2 separate regions of the Canis lupus genome follow, and region 2 is linked to region 1. Evidence: chromatin contacts called from public Hi-C data. All regions are on one chromosome and are shown on one strand. Each heading gives the region's core, a stretch centred on a gene start, on an enhancer-like site or on the middle of the called end of the contact. The rest is flanking DNA. Distances are from core to core; before and after follow the strand shown. Region 1 overlaps SEC22B (vesicle-trafficking protein SEC22b). Region 2 overlaps PDE4DIPP2 (myomegalin).

Region 1 (6,435 bases), core at 1,798-4,297:
AATACAGAGAAATTTCATGGAAAAAATTATAGTAGAATCAAGCATATGAAAATGAACAAAAGTTTCTCCAGGTACATCAAAGAATATTACAGTTAGAAATATATATGTAGTGCTTGCTTTGGCAGCACACATACTAAAAATTAGAAATATATATTTATATATAAGCAGAAGTCCATGAGGATATAAAAGAACGTAAGTTTGGAGAACAGCATGATATAATGTGACCTACACCTGTTGTGGAGGCCACAAGTATTATATCAAGGAGTATGATTTTATTTTATAAGAATTAGGGAACCGGGATCCCTGGGTGGCGCAGCGGTTTGGTGCCTGCCTTTGGCCCAGGGCGCGATCCTGGAGACCCGGGATCGAATCCCACGTCAGGCTCCCGGTGCATGGAGCCTGCTTCTCCCTCTGCCTGTGTCTCTGCCTCTCTCTCTCTCACTGTGTGCCTATCATAAATAAATAAACTTAAAAAAAAAAAAAAAGAATTAGGGAACCCTCAGAATTTTTAAGCAGGATAATACAGTCATATTTACTCTTTAGGAATAACACTGGTAATTTAGAAGATGGTCTGGGAGCAGTTGATTCAGATGCCCAAGCAAGAGATAGGACAGCAGTCTCACCATCGTCATCATCATCATCATCATCATCATTTTAAGGGGCCCGAGAGATTATATAATACACTCTAAACTGCTCTGTGGAGTCCTAGGATGTGTAAGGAGCCTCATAGTAAGAGTAGGGATTGGGGTATATATAGTACTTTGGGCCCTTACACTCCACTTAAACTGATGACCTTCTGATTTTATTTGATGTACATACTGGGTCTTCTGAATATAATTATTGCTGAAATAAAAAGAATACTAAAGCTAAAAAGACATTTGAAAATCACTGAGTAACCTAACTTCTTTCCAATACCTCTCAGACATGTAGTTATATAATTCCTTCCAGAATGCCAGAGAGCTCACGCTCATAAGAGGAAGTCAGTTCTGTTATTGGATAGTTTCTGATATTGGATAGTTGATATAGAGTTCTATCCTGGAAGTTAGGGAATATTATTTGTCCTAAGGTCATTATCTGTACTCAGTAAACATTGTAGCATTAACTTCCAAATTCTAAGTATCCACAACAACTTCCAGTTCCCCTGTTTTTCTTGTAACTGGGAGGAGTTTAAATATGTGTATACCAGGGGCTGCTGGGTGGCTTAATCAGTTAAGCATCTGCCTTTGTCTCAGGTCATGATCCTGGGATTGAGCCCCACATTGGGCTCCCAGCTCTGTGGGGAGTCACTTCTCCCTCTCCCTGCTTATGTTCTCTGTCTCTCTCAAATATGTAAAATCTAAAAAAACAAAAAAAATACATACGCACACACACACGCACAGTTGTTTTCATACATAATCAAAAGATAGATGGAGTCACAACTCTGTTTTCAAGAAAAAGTCGTAGGTATTAAGATATTTTACTGAATTATAAACAATTATAATAAACATGTTTAGATACTCCTTTTGGAATATAATTCTAATAATGGGACATTGTTTGCTTTCTGATTCTAAGCATTTGTGGTTTGAAGTTGATTTTTTGACTTAGCTAGCCTCAAAGGGCTTAGGCTAGAATATTTTCAAAAGTTTGTAAAGCACTGAAAGTCTGCTTCAAGTTGTTGGGGGTATTGTTATTTTACAGACAACTTTTTCTTGTTTTTTTGTCTCTCCAGCTACATTATTGAGCAGGGAGTTTGTTATTTGGTTTTGTGTGAAGCTGCCTTCCCTAAGAAATTGGCTTTTGCCTACCTGGAAGATTTGCACTCAGAGTTTGATGAACAGCATGGGAAGAAGGTGCCCACTGTGTCTAGGCCCTATTCCTTTATTGAGTTCGGTAAGTTTTTGCTCTTTATATCAAGAGAGCAAACGATAAGAAGAAGCTGTTTGTTACATTGATAATAATTTTGTCACTTTTTTTCCCTGATGTTTTCTTACTGAAGTTTTGGATTCTGTCTCTTCCATTTCATCTCTTTTTGTCTTTTGAATGAATGAGACTTTTTCTCCTAAGTAATTTTCTCTGGTCTTTTGATTTTCTTAGAACTTGTTGCCATTTGATCTTTTTTATGATTGATTTGATTAGTCATCAGAACTATTCCCAAAGATCTGCTTGACTGGTGTATAGTAGCTGAGCCCACCCCCTGCCCTGCCCAGTAAGGTTCATTTTCTGGAGATCAGAATTTGGAAATCAGAAAGAAGGTATTTTGTTTCTTGTAGATCCTCTAATTAAAAAAAAAAACAAAAACAAAACTGGAAGAGGTATGGTATTACGGGTGGATAACATTTATTACATGCAGAAATAGTGAGCGTGGATGTCCATCCATGTATGTACAATAATTACGGAAAGATTCATCATCAGTAAAGCATCTAATGTTAAGAAATCAAAGGAAATGTCTTGGGTACCCTAAGTAGAGAAGTGAGAGTATGTATGATTAGACTACATTACTGATATTTTTAGTTAAAAAAGAAATGCATTTTACTGTATCCGAATTTCTGAAGTGTTTCCAGTTTGCTTGATAAATGGTCATCTTACTTTTAGAAATAAAATTTAGCAAAATACTCCAGTGTTTCATAATAAACTCTTCAAGTGCCAATTTTTATAATGTCTGCTTTTTCAGGTTTTATTTTTAAAGATAATAAGGGTCCAGTAAACCCAAGAAAAAAAATAAAATAAGACTACTATATCAAGATCACACAGGGAATAGTTGGTACACTCAAATTAGCTTAAAGAATTATATACAAAGATGAATGGGGTATAGGTGAACTACAAGGTACTGTAATCTGAGATCAGTAACAGTGTAATTGTTTTCATCCCTAGGCCTGAGGGGATAAGAGAAAGGAGCAGTTTCTAGAACTGCAAAGGAGAAAAAGGAGAGGGCCAACTTGAGAGGAGTAGTAACCTCTGGTTGGAGAGTTACTGCCAGGCCAGGGTGACTTATCAGGGAGAGGGTGGGGAATAAAAATCCTAACGTCACTATCCGCTCTCATGTCTTACCCTTGGAGTTCCCCCATTGGCTGAACCTAAGTGGAAGCTCCAAGGCAAGGAGCCGACCATGTAGTACATGTAGGTCAGCTTCCCAAAGTAGAAAGTGTGGTGCAGAAGGGTGGAGAGGAGGTCTAAAGAGGCAAATGAAAGGTATCTAACTCATATAACTCATATAAAGGATTTTTGCCAAAAACTGAAAATATAATCTTTAATAATAAGTCATTCTTTTTACAGTTTTGAGAAATACAGACATGGGCTAATCATGAATAAAACTACAGTTTTATAGTGGGATTTTGCTTTACCTGAAGCTTAAGAACAGAGTGAAATTAGGAATGTATGTTAAAGAAAATACTTGAGGACAATATTTTTCCCGCTTTTGATGATAGAATAAGGCTTGCCATGTTAACCTGTAGTGATGCGAGATTATTGCCAGTATCCTTTTCAGGGAATGTAAAGCATTAAGTAGTAAAACCCTAAGGATCCTCGGAACATGGTTTGAAAATCTCTGCTTTCACGAAAGGCTTACTACAATGGGGCCTAATTTCTCTAAGGACCTTGAGAGCAGACTTCTCATTTGAACGTATGCAGAGGACATTTCTCCTGAATGGTCATCTATCTCCATTTTACAGATGAAGAAATCAAAACTCAAATTTTGATGCTCATTCAAGAGCTTGGTTAGCCATGGACCATTGGCAGATCCAGGACTAAGCTCAGAACTTCCCGATCCCTGCAATACTTTGATGGACACAGTTGTTCATGGTCACTTTTCTTCATTATCCCAGATACCTACATTCAGAAAACCAAGAAGCTCTACATTGACAGCCGTGCTCGGAGAAACCTAGGCTCCATCAACACTGAATTGCAAGATGTGCAGAGGATCATGGTGGCCAATATTGAAGAAGTGTTACAACGGGGAGAAGCACTCTCAGGTGTGTAAAGCATTACGAGTCCTTCCTGTAGGCAAGGATAGCTTATTTGGGGATACTTTTTTTGCTGTTAGACTCTCATCCAGTACTGTTAAACATTTTATCTCGTAGAGATAGATTACATTACAAAACTTCCAGTGTGGTATTATTTTTTTCCCTAGTGTGATTAGTTTCTGTTGAGTTGGAATGGTGAGAAGGTCTTATTCCATATTAGAAGCAATTACTGCTTCCAAGATATTTACAACATTAAGTAAATATTTACAGAAACACATAAGTTAAGGGAAATGAAGAATGAGAGGAAATTGTCAAAGATTTATTGCAGTGGTTTCCTGACTAGTCACTTTGGGAGACATTATTGCTGCCAGATCAAATGTCATAAAATGCCATTTTTATCAAGGCATTCCTCTTCTGAAAAACTTTTAAAATCTGTGACCACAAGATAAGATCTAGTTTGATTTCAACTTTTATTCTTATTGCATGTTTGTAATGTGCAAGATACTATGTTCTCTCTGTCGTGGAAGATTTCAAACTTCTTTCATGCTCTGTGGCTCCCAAACATTCCGCCTCAGCTGGGTCAGCTTCCTCACCATCCTGGACCTGTTCTTTAAGATCCAGATAAGAACTGCCTCTTCAAAGATGCCTTCCCTGATTCTAGTAGCCCACATCACATTAATCTCTTTTGTCCTTTAAACTCTTTAAGACACTTAGCTAGGTAATGGTTTTTGAAGCACATACTGGGTATTTGTGCATGTATGTGTTTGGTGTACTTTCCTAATTTGCCTTAAAATATATATATTTGCCTAATGTTTAAATATCACCTAAGTGTTTACTGTACTCTTTAAATGTAGTATTTACGTATTTTGTATCTGTTTCATATACTTCTTTTGTTGTTCTCACAGTAATGCTTTAATGAGTATTTCATGAACGCAACGTTGTGATGTCATTCATGAGTAAATGGGTTTTCCTTTATTACAAACTACAAATTGTAACCTCTATGTCACTAGTCAGCAGTTGTCCCAGCTTCATACTCTTTAAACATCAAATGTTAGATGAGTGAGTCTGTAAATTTTCATCATAACAGACTTAACAGTTTCTACCTGGGATAAAAGAGACGAGAGCAGTTTTTCTTTGATTTCAAATTTATATAATCATTTTATCAAAAGTGTAAAAGGATTCTCATCTAGTGCTTTGCTGGTTACTTCAAAGCTGATGTACTGATGGGAAAAGAAGACCGTTGACCTTTGAACAGTATGGGGGTTAGGGGCTCCACATACAACATTTGACTTCCCCAAAACTTAATTACTAATAGCCAGCTGTTGACTAAAAGCTTTTCCCTTAGCAGTCAGTTAACATGTTATTTTGTACATAATATGTAAACAGTTAACATGTTATTTTGTACGTTACACATATTATATATTGTATTCTTACAATAAAGTAAGTTAGAGAAAAAAATGTCATTAAAATCATAAGGAAGAGAAAACATCTATGGTATTCCCTCAAAAAAAAAATCTGTATAAGGGAATGCACACAGTTCAAACCCATGTTTAAGGGTCAGTTGTACATTTCTTTAATCTTTATTTTTATTTATTTATTTATTTATTTATTTATTTATTTTATTTATGATAGTCACACAGAGAGAGAGAGAGAGGCAGAGACATAGGCAGAAGGAGAAGCAGGCTCCATGCACCGGGAGCCCGACGTGGGATTCGATCCCGGGTCTCCAGGATCGCGCCCTGGGCCAAAGGCAGGCGCCAAACCACTGCGCCACCCAGGGATCCCTTCTTTAATCTTTAGTAGCTTCATCTAATTGGAAAGATAAGAAACATTGTCATTGTCACAGAGTAATTTATAGTATAAGGGTACAGACATCAACTGAACACTTACTTTGTGTTAGGCAATATGGTAATGGGACTTTATTTTTTTTTAAGATTTTATTTATGTGAGAGAGAAAAAGAGAGTGAAAGCACAAGCTGGGAGAGGGGCAGAGGGAGAGAGAGAATCTTAGGCAGACTCCGTGCTGAGCGCAGTTTGACACGGGACATGATCCCAGAACCCTGAGATCATGACCTGAACCAAAATGGAGAGTTAGATGCTTATCCTACCCAGGTGCTCCAGAGGGACTTTATACATACATCTTACTTATGCTTTAGGGTAATCCCTTGTAAATTAGGTGGTATCAAACCAGTTTTACAGATAAAGCAGAGACTCGGAAAAGTTAAGTAGTTTACTTTGAGTCACACTGCTATTGCCTAGAACCCATGGCCTCTCCAAGTCTTTGTCCATCTTCAGTGTGATAGTTTTAAATAGATATATAAACAATAAGAGCTGTAAGATGTAGCGGGAAGTAGATAAAGTGAACTGGGAAGATTTCTTGAATTTGGATAGATCAAAAAAAAGTTAAGAGTGGGATTTTAAGAGGGAGTAAGAAAAAGCACATCTGAACAGAGCACATCTGAAGATAGTGAGATTAGCTTACCTCAAAAAATATTTT
Region 2 (6,435 bases), core at 1,715-4,214, 180 kb before region 1:
TCAAAAGCACAAACCTCCTTTCTTGGTGCCTTATAAAGTTAGACTACATTCAAGTTTTAATTACAGATCTAAAAGGCCAAAATTCTGATCTGTGCAGAGAAGGCTAAAATCCTGATGAGAGATAAAAGGAAAGAACTACACTTTTAATCAAATATTCCTTAGAGGAAGAGAAATACACAGTATTCATCTCCTGAATCTTACTCAGAGAGGTTAAGAACCTCAGCTAGAGCCTGTCACAACCTCAGGAAACCCTGTGATCTCCAAGGGCTTGGACTGATTGATCATACTTTGTTGGTGGCCTCCATTTGCTGGATTTTTTCCTGGAGTTCAGCCAAGTGGGAATCAGATACAGACTGCTGAGTTATAATGGTCTCATCTGAATCCAGCTTTTGTTGCTTGAGTAACTCTTCAGTCACAGGCTGGGAAGAAGCAGCAAGACAAGTAAGTTGAGTTCAATGTAACCAACAATAAATTTCATCTTCAAATATGTCAGGCATCTTTCAGCAAAGACTTAGAAAACCAAAATTGTGCAGATGATCAGTACAAATTCCTAAAGACAATCCTGTTCCTTATTAAGAGTACTGATTTTTCCACCCTTATGATACTCCCCAGCTCCTCTCCCTATCTTTCCCTATGAACTCACACAAATAGTACATATTCAGTTAAAGCAAATAATTCAGAGGTTAAAGAGAAAGGAGAATTGAAAAAAGAAAATGCTTGAGATGACCAAATATTCACTTTATCCTATTTCTAATCAGGGAATTCAATAATCAACTATCTACCAGGGCACCTGGGGGGCTCAGTGATTGAATGTCTGCCTTTGGCTCAGGGCATGATCCTGGGGTCCTGGGATCGAATTGCTTCTTCCTCTGCCTAGGTCTCTGCCTCTCTGTGTCTCTCATGAATAAGTAAATAAAGTCTTTTTAAAAAAGAAAAAAAAAAAAATCAAACCTCTACCATCCCTAAGAGAGGAAGGTACATTTCAACTATGCCTGATGATATTATTGGAAAAATGGGCAGATTTTGAAAATGGACTATGCATTATAATACTTTATCAATACTAAATTTCCTAAATTTGGTAATTATATTGTACTTATGTAAGAGATGTTCTTGTCTTTAGGAAATATGCTTATTTAGTATAAAGACTCATTCTATCTGCAACTAACTCTCAGATGGTTCAGGAATTTAAAAAAAAATGATGTGTCTATATAGACAGTGGGAGTGAAACACCAAATGTAGCAAAATATTAGTAACCAGTGAATCTTGATAGCAATTTGTGAATCTGGGAGTTCTTTGTATTTCTCTCGTGACTTCTCTATAAATTAGAAGTGGTTTCAAAATAAAGAGTACAAAAAATTAAAAATAAATTTCAAAATCCATAATGGTCTGGGAAGGAGGTATGTTTTATAGGAAAATCAATTCATCAAAAAGACTCAGGAGGAAAAAACACATTGTTTATATAATATAGCAATAAATCAGGTTAAGGTTAACTTAGTGAACTGTAGTTAATATGCATTATGAGATAAGGGTACTAAAAGAAAACTGTAGGAATTCACTGTGGCATTAAAATCCATTTCCTCTCCTCTGACCCTTCCTACTGGACCCCCCCACCCCCCGCCTCCACACCCACTCCAATTAGGAAAAATATAAATCCATTAGGAAGAGAAAAAGGCAATTGCTTTTCATTTACCTTTTCTCTCACATTTTCAAATTCTGACTACCACCTTCTAGGCAGTGGAGTTAGAGCTTACCTCAAATCCCTTCCTGCCAGCAACTGACTGGAAGTATAAAAATTTCAGAAAAAAAAGTTTTTTATTCTTCCAATATTATCAATTTAAAAAAATATTTAATTTATTTATCCATGAGAGACACAGAGAGAGGGACAGAGACATAGGAAGAGGGAGAAGCAGGCTCCCTGCGGGGAGCCCAGTGTGGGACTCCTTCCCAGGACCCGGGGATCACAGCTAAACCAAAGGCAGATGCTCAGTCACTGAGCCACTCAGGTGCCCCTATTCATCAGTTTTTTAAAAACATCTGTTAAGTACCATAATACGTAAAGCACTGCGGGAACTGGGAATGAGGAGTTATATAATGAAGGAACAAGGAAACACATAAAATATCAGATAGTGACATGCCCTTTGTTGTAAAACAGAAAAGCATTATAGAGTGGTAAAGTTACTCTAAGTTGGTTGACCAGTTACTTTGAATTGGTTAGATGGAGACCTGCAGGACAGAAAGCCAGTCCCACAGAAAACCTAGGCAGAAGCTAGAGTAGCACTTTGCAAAAGAAGTATAATGGGAGCCATGTAGGTAATTTAAACTTTTGTAATGACTTCACTGACTAAAGGTAAAAATAAATGAACTCAATTTCAATAAAATATTTTATCTCAGCCACTATATTATATCCAAAGAATCATCATAGACATGTATTCAATATAAAAATATAAAAATTATCAGCAAGGTATTTGACTTTCATACTAAGTCTCTGAAATTTGGGGTGTACTTTACACACACAGCATATCTCAATTCAGAGTAGCCACATTTCAAGTGCTCAACAGCCGCATACAGTTAGTGGCTGCCTTGCTGGCTAGCACAGTGCTAAAGTGTACTGAGCACAGAGGAAGGTAATACATGATGAGGTGGAGAGAAAGTCAGGGACGAGGTCATACAGAGCTTCTACCGCAGGGTAGAGCTGGAGTTCATTCTCATTGAAATGAGGATGGTTTACTTTGTTTTTCTGTTTTTTATTTTTATTTTTTTTAAGATTTTATTTATTTGACAGAGAGCACAAGCAGGGGGAACAGCCCAGAGAGGGAGAAGAAGCAGGCTCCCTGGCTGAGCAAGGAGCCCAAAGAGGGGGCTCTGAGATCACGACCTGAGCCAAAGGCACTTAACCCACTGAGCCGTCCAGGCACTCTTGGATTGCAGTGTTTTTAACAGAAAAGTAACACAATTGTATTTATGTTTCAAAAAGGTCACTACAGCTGCTCTGTGGTGACTGGTCTGGGGGGCAGCAGTAGAACAGGGAGACACACAGGGGACTGCTTCAGTAGTGCAGGTAAAAGAGAATAGTGGCTAGGATTATAGCGGTAAGAATGGATGGGGAGAGAAATGATATATTTGGATAGGTTTTGAAAGGAGAGTCAACAGACCTGGAGGGCTGTGAAAGGAGAGAAAAGCAGCAAGAAAAATTGAGGTATTTGTTGTGGGTGTAACAGGGAGCCGTGCTTGCCCTGAAGCACTGTGAATTTTTTTTTTTTTTTAAGATTTATTTATTTATTCATGAGAGGCACAGAGAGAGGCAGAGACATAGGCAGAGGGAGAAGCAGGCTCCTCACAGGGAGCCCGATGTGGGACTTGATCCCGGATCCCTGGATCACCCTCTGAGCCAAAAGCAGATGCTAAACCGCTTAGCCACCCAGGCATCCCTGAAGCACTGTGAATTATGTCACAATACGAACAGATAAAACAATTCTAACTGATAAGTAAATAATTACATCATTTATTTAATGATAAAACATTTTCTACAAAACCTGGCTTCTCAGTTTTTTAGGGTAAAACACCTTTCCAATGATATTATAGATTTTTTTTCAAATTTAAACAAGCAGAATTCAAGAAAATAGCTGCAAGTTTAAAATGGTAGGGAAGGTGGTTCTATTTATTCACTTTAAATCAAACAATCTCAAGGGCACCTGGGTGGCTCAGTCAGTTAAGCATCTGCCTTCAGCTCAGGTCATGATCTGGGGTCCTGGAAATCCTGTTCCACATCTGACTCCAGGCTCAATGGGAAGTCTGCTTCTCCCTCTGCCCCTATCCCTTTGCTCGTGTTCTCTCTCAAATTAATAAATTAAAAAAAAAAAATCAAAGAATTTCAGAGCTGTGAAGGAAACTATAAATTAACCATCTGGTCTCATCCCAGACAGAGTACATTGGAGGAAATGGAGACTTAAGAGAAGATAAGGAATGTCCAAAGTTACATCTGTTAAAACATCTGTTAAGTACCATAATATGTAAAGCACTGTGGGAGGAAATCAGAAAAAGGATCTAGTTAAGCCAGATGCACCGAATTTGGGAATGTATTTTTCATCTCTATAAACACATTGCCTACCATAATGCCTGGAATATTGTAGGGACCAAAAGTTTGTTTAAAAAGAGAGGAAGAACAGAAACAAATGCAAATAAAATCGGGTCTGTCTCCTAATTTCCAATCCAATGCTCTAATCCTTCAGTGGCTCTTTAGAAATAAGAAATAAGACCAGATAGATAGATGGATAGATATTTAATATAGACATTTCAACAGCAACTTTAAAGTCAAAAAATGCCACTGAATAGTACATAATGAATCTGGATCTAATCTGAACCCATCTTTGGCATTAATGATCATAGGAAATCTCTAATTCTGTAAATGTAATATACTGACCGAACGGCTAGAAGATGTTTTTAACACTTTATTATTGAACATCTCAGAAAAATGTCCTTTCACATAGCGTCTGCCAAAAGAACACTCAGTAAAGTCCTGAGTTAGGAGCTCATAATGAATTCTTGAGAAATACCAAGACATAAACCAATCATTCCTAAGACGATTTTATAAAGCCTGAAATCAGTAATACTCAATTTGGCTGAATCAATGCTAATTTCTAGACTACAAGTCACTAAAATCATGTTATAATACTAATGCAATTTTAAGTTAAGCTGCTTTTGACTCATTTAAGACAAATGTTTTCCAGTAGCCGAAAAGAGAATTGCTTCCAGGCCTGATGTTGCATAATACAAGACGTTTAGGCTAAAAAAGCAGTTATTTAGATCCTTCTGGGTTGACAAGTGTTTTTCTTGGCACTTCCCAGTTCTCACAATAACAAGTCTTAGACCTGGAACTGGGATCCCTGGGTGGCGCAGCAGTTTGGCGCCTGCCTTTGGCCCAGGGCACGATCCTGGAGACCCGGGATCGAATCCCACGTCGGGCTCCCGGTGCATGGAGCCTGCTTCTCCCTCTGCCTGTGTCTCTGCCTCTCTCTCTCACTGTGTGCCTATCATAAATAAAAAAAGAAAAGAAAAAGGAAAGAAAGAAAAAAAAGATCTGGAACTGCTGTGGTTTTCTATCCCATTTTTAATAACGGGAGATACAAAAGAGCTACCAACTAGCATAAAATTAAAGGCCTAACCTTTGAGTAGCATCTAATGCCTACACCTTCCAAAAGGCCTGATCTAGGTTATGTAGCTAAATTGTGAGAGGGATAAATTTTCCATAGTCACACAGGGGCAGACCTTGGCATTGCAAGGCTTAGAGCAAAGATCTCGGCTCTCTGAATTTAGATAGAAAAGGAAACTGCACGAGTCAGGGCTGAACTAATGTTTACTAAGTGACCACACCCCTCCTATCATCACTTTTCTAGTTCATGGCCACACAATAAAGGAGAAAATTATCAGCTTATAGAATAAGGCATCAATATCTTTCTTTACGTACTTAAACTACCTTGGGTTTTCAGGCATAAATTCTGTGGAAGGCAAATAAGTCAATTTGCATATTGCCAGAAAATTAGAAAGCAGAAGTACTACACTGTTGCTATTTTTAATATGAGAAAGAAGAGAAAGGATAAAAGCAATCAGAAGGAACTCGGATGATATGTAGTGCATAGAATGGGTACGTGGAGGATTAAACAAAGGAATCAAAATGATCTTACAGAACAATCTTGCTCTTTAAGGAGCTTTTCAGATTTTTAGTAGAATTTAACTAAAGAAAACATTTTTTCTTTCATAGTTTATTCTTTCTACAAACTAAAAACGGAACTATCAAAACTAATTTACATTTATTTCTATTCTTTCCACGTTTGTTCAGAGAAATAGACGAACACCAGTCTGCCTTTGTCCCAGTGAGTTCTGGTTCTGACATAAAGCACACCAGGCCTGAAGGAGCTTAAAAGTCAACCAGACTTAAACAGACCAGATATCCCAAATACACATTTTATTTACACTCTGAGCCCAATTTAATCTGCTTCCTTCCACATCCTTAATTATTGAAGAAAATGGCATAGCAATTAAATGCCTTTATTCTTCAAGCTGAATGTTTTCCCTCTCCTCTCAATGTTTTATTATTCTACAAGCAGTAAATAATGTAAGCCAAGTGACAGCAGAAAGATTATACATTACAGCTTTAGAGGTCTATTTTTTTCCAATGTCCAAATTTAATGAAGTGATTTTAATGAAGACCTGACCTGAAGGTAGTTACCATAGTTTAAATGTGCTCATTACGATGACAATTTTCTTCACTGAATCCCTAAAGAATCTCTTTGGAATCCTTAGATTACAGAAAGAAGCCCCTTTATTTAAAATAGGTATTATTTAATTCAATGTACATCAGGAAACGTGATTTCATATACAGAATAAAAAGGTTTTGGCTGAGAATAGTTAAGGATCTTTGGCTCTGCCTAAGTTATT

Evidence for each region. A called contact is a pair of places that touch in the nucleus more often than the background predicts.
Region 2: a contact with region 1 is called in a Hi-C map of blood, with 2.7 times the contacts expected there. The contact joins two enhancer-like sites. A contact is called at or near these places in 2 of 9 Hi-C or Micro-C datasets (blood and skin fibroblasts).

The regions. Positions count from the first base shown.
Region 1 is chr17:57,687,418-57,693,852 of UU_Cfam_GSD_1.0, reverse strand. It overlaps SEC22B (vesicle-trafficking protein SEC22b), which reads left to right. Exons shown (of 5, transcript XM_038561935.1): 3 at 1,709-1,869; 4 at 3,801-3,947. Among named protein-coding and RNA genes, the nearest start is that of SEC22B, 14 kb to the left of the region's middle. Within about 2 kb of position 3,047, at least 2 of the 20 cell types and tissues checked have an H3K27ac peak or open chromatin away from gene starts, as enhancers often do.
Region 2 is chr17:57,865,335-57,871,769 of UU_Cfam_GSD_1.0, reverse strand. PDE4DIPP2 (myomegalin) reads right to left here. Exons shown (of 46, transcript XM_038561953.1): 9 at 288-419. Among named protein-coding and RNA genes, the nearest start is that of PDE4DIPP2, 150 kb to the right of the region's middle. Within about 2 kb of position 2,964, at least 2 of the 20 cell types and tissues checked have an H3K27ac peak or open chromatin away from gene starts, as enhancers often do.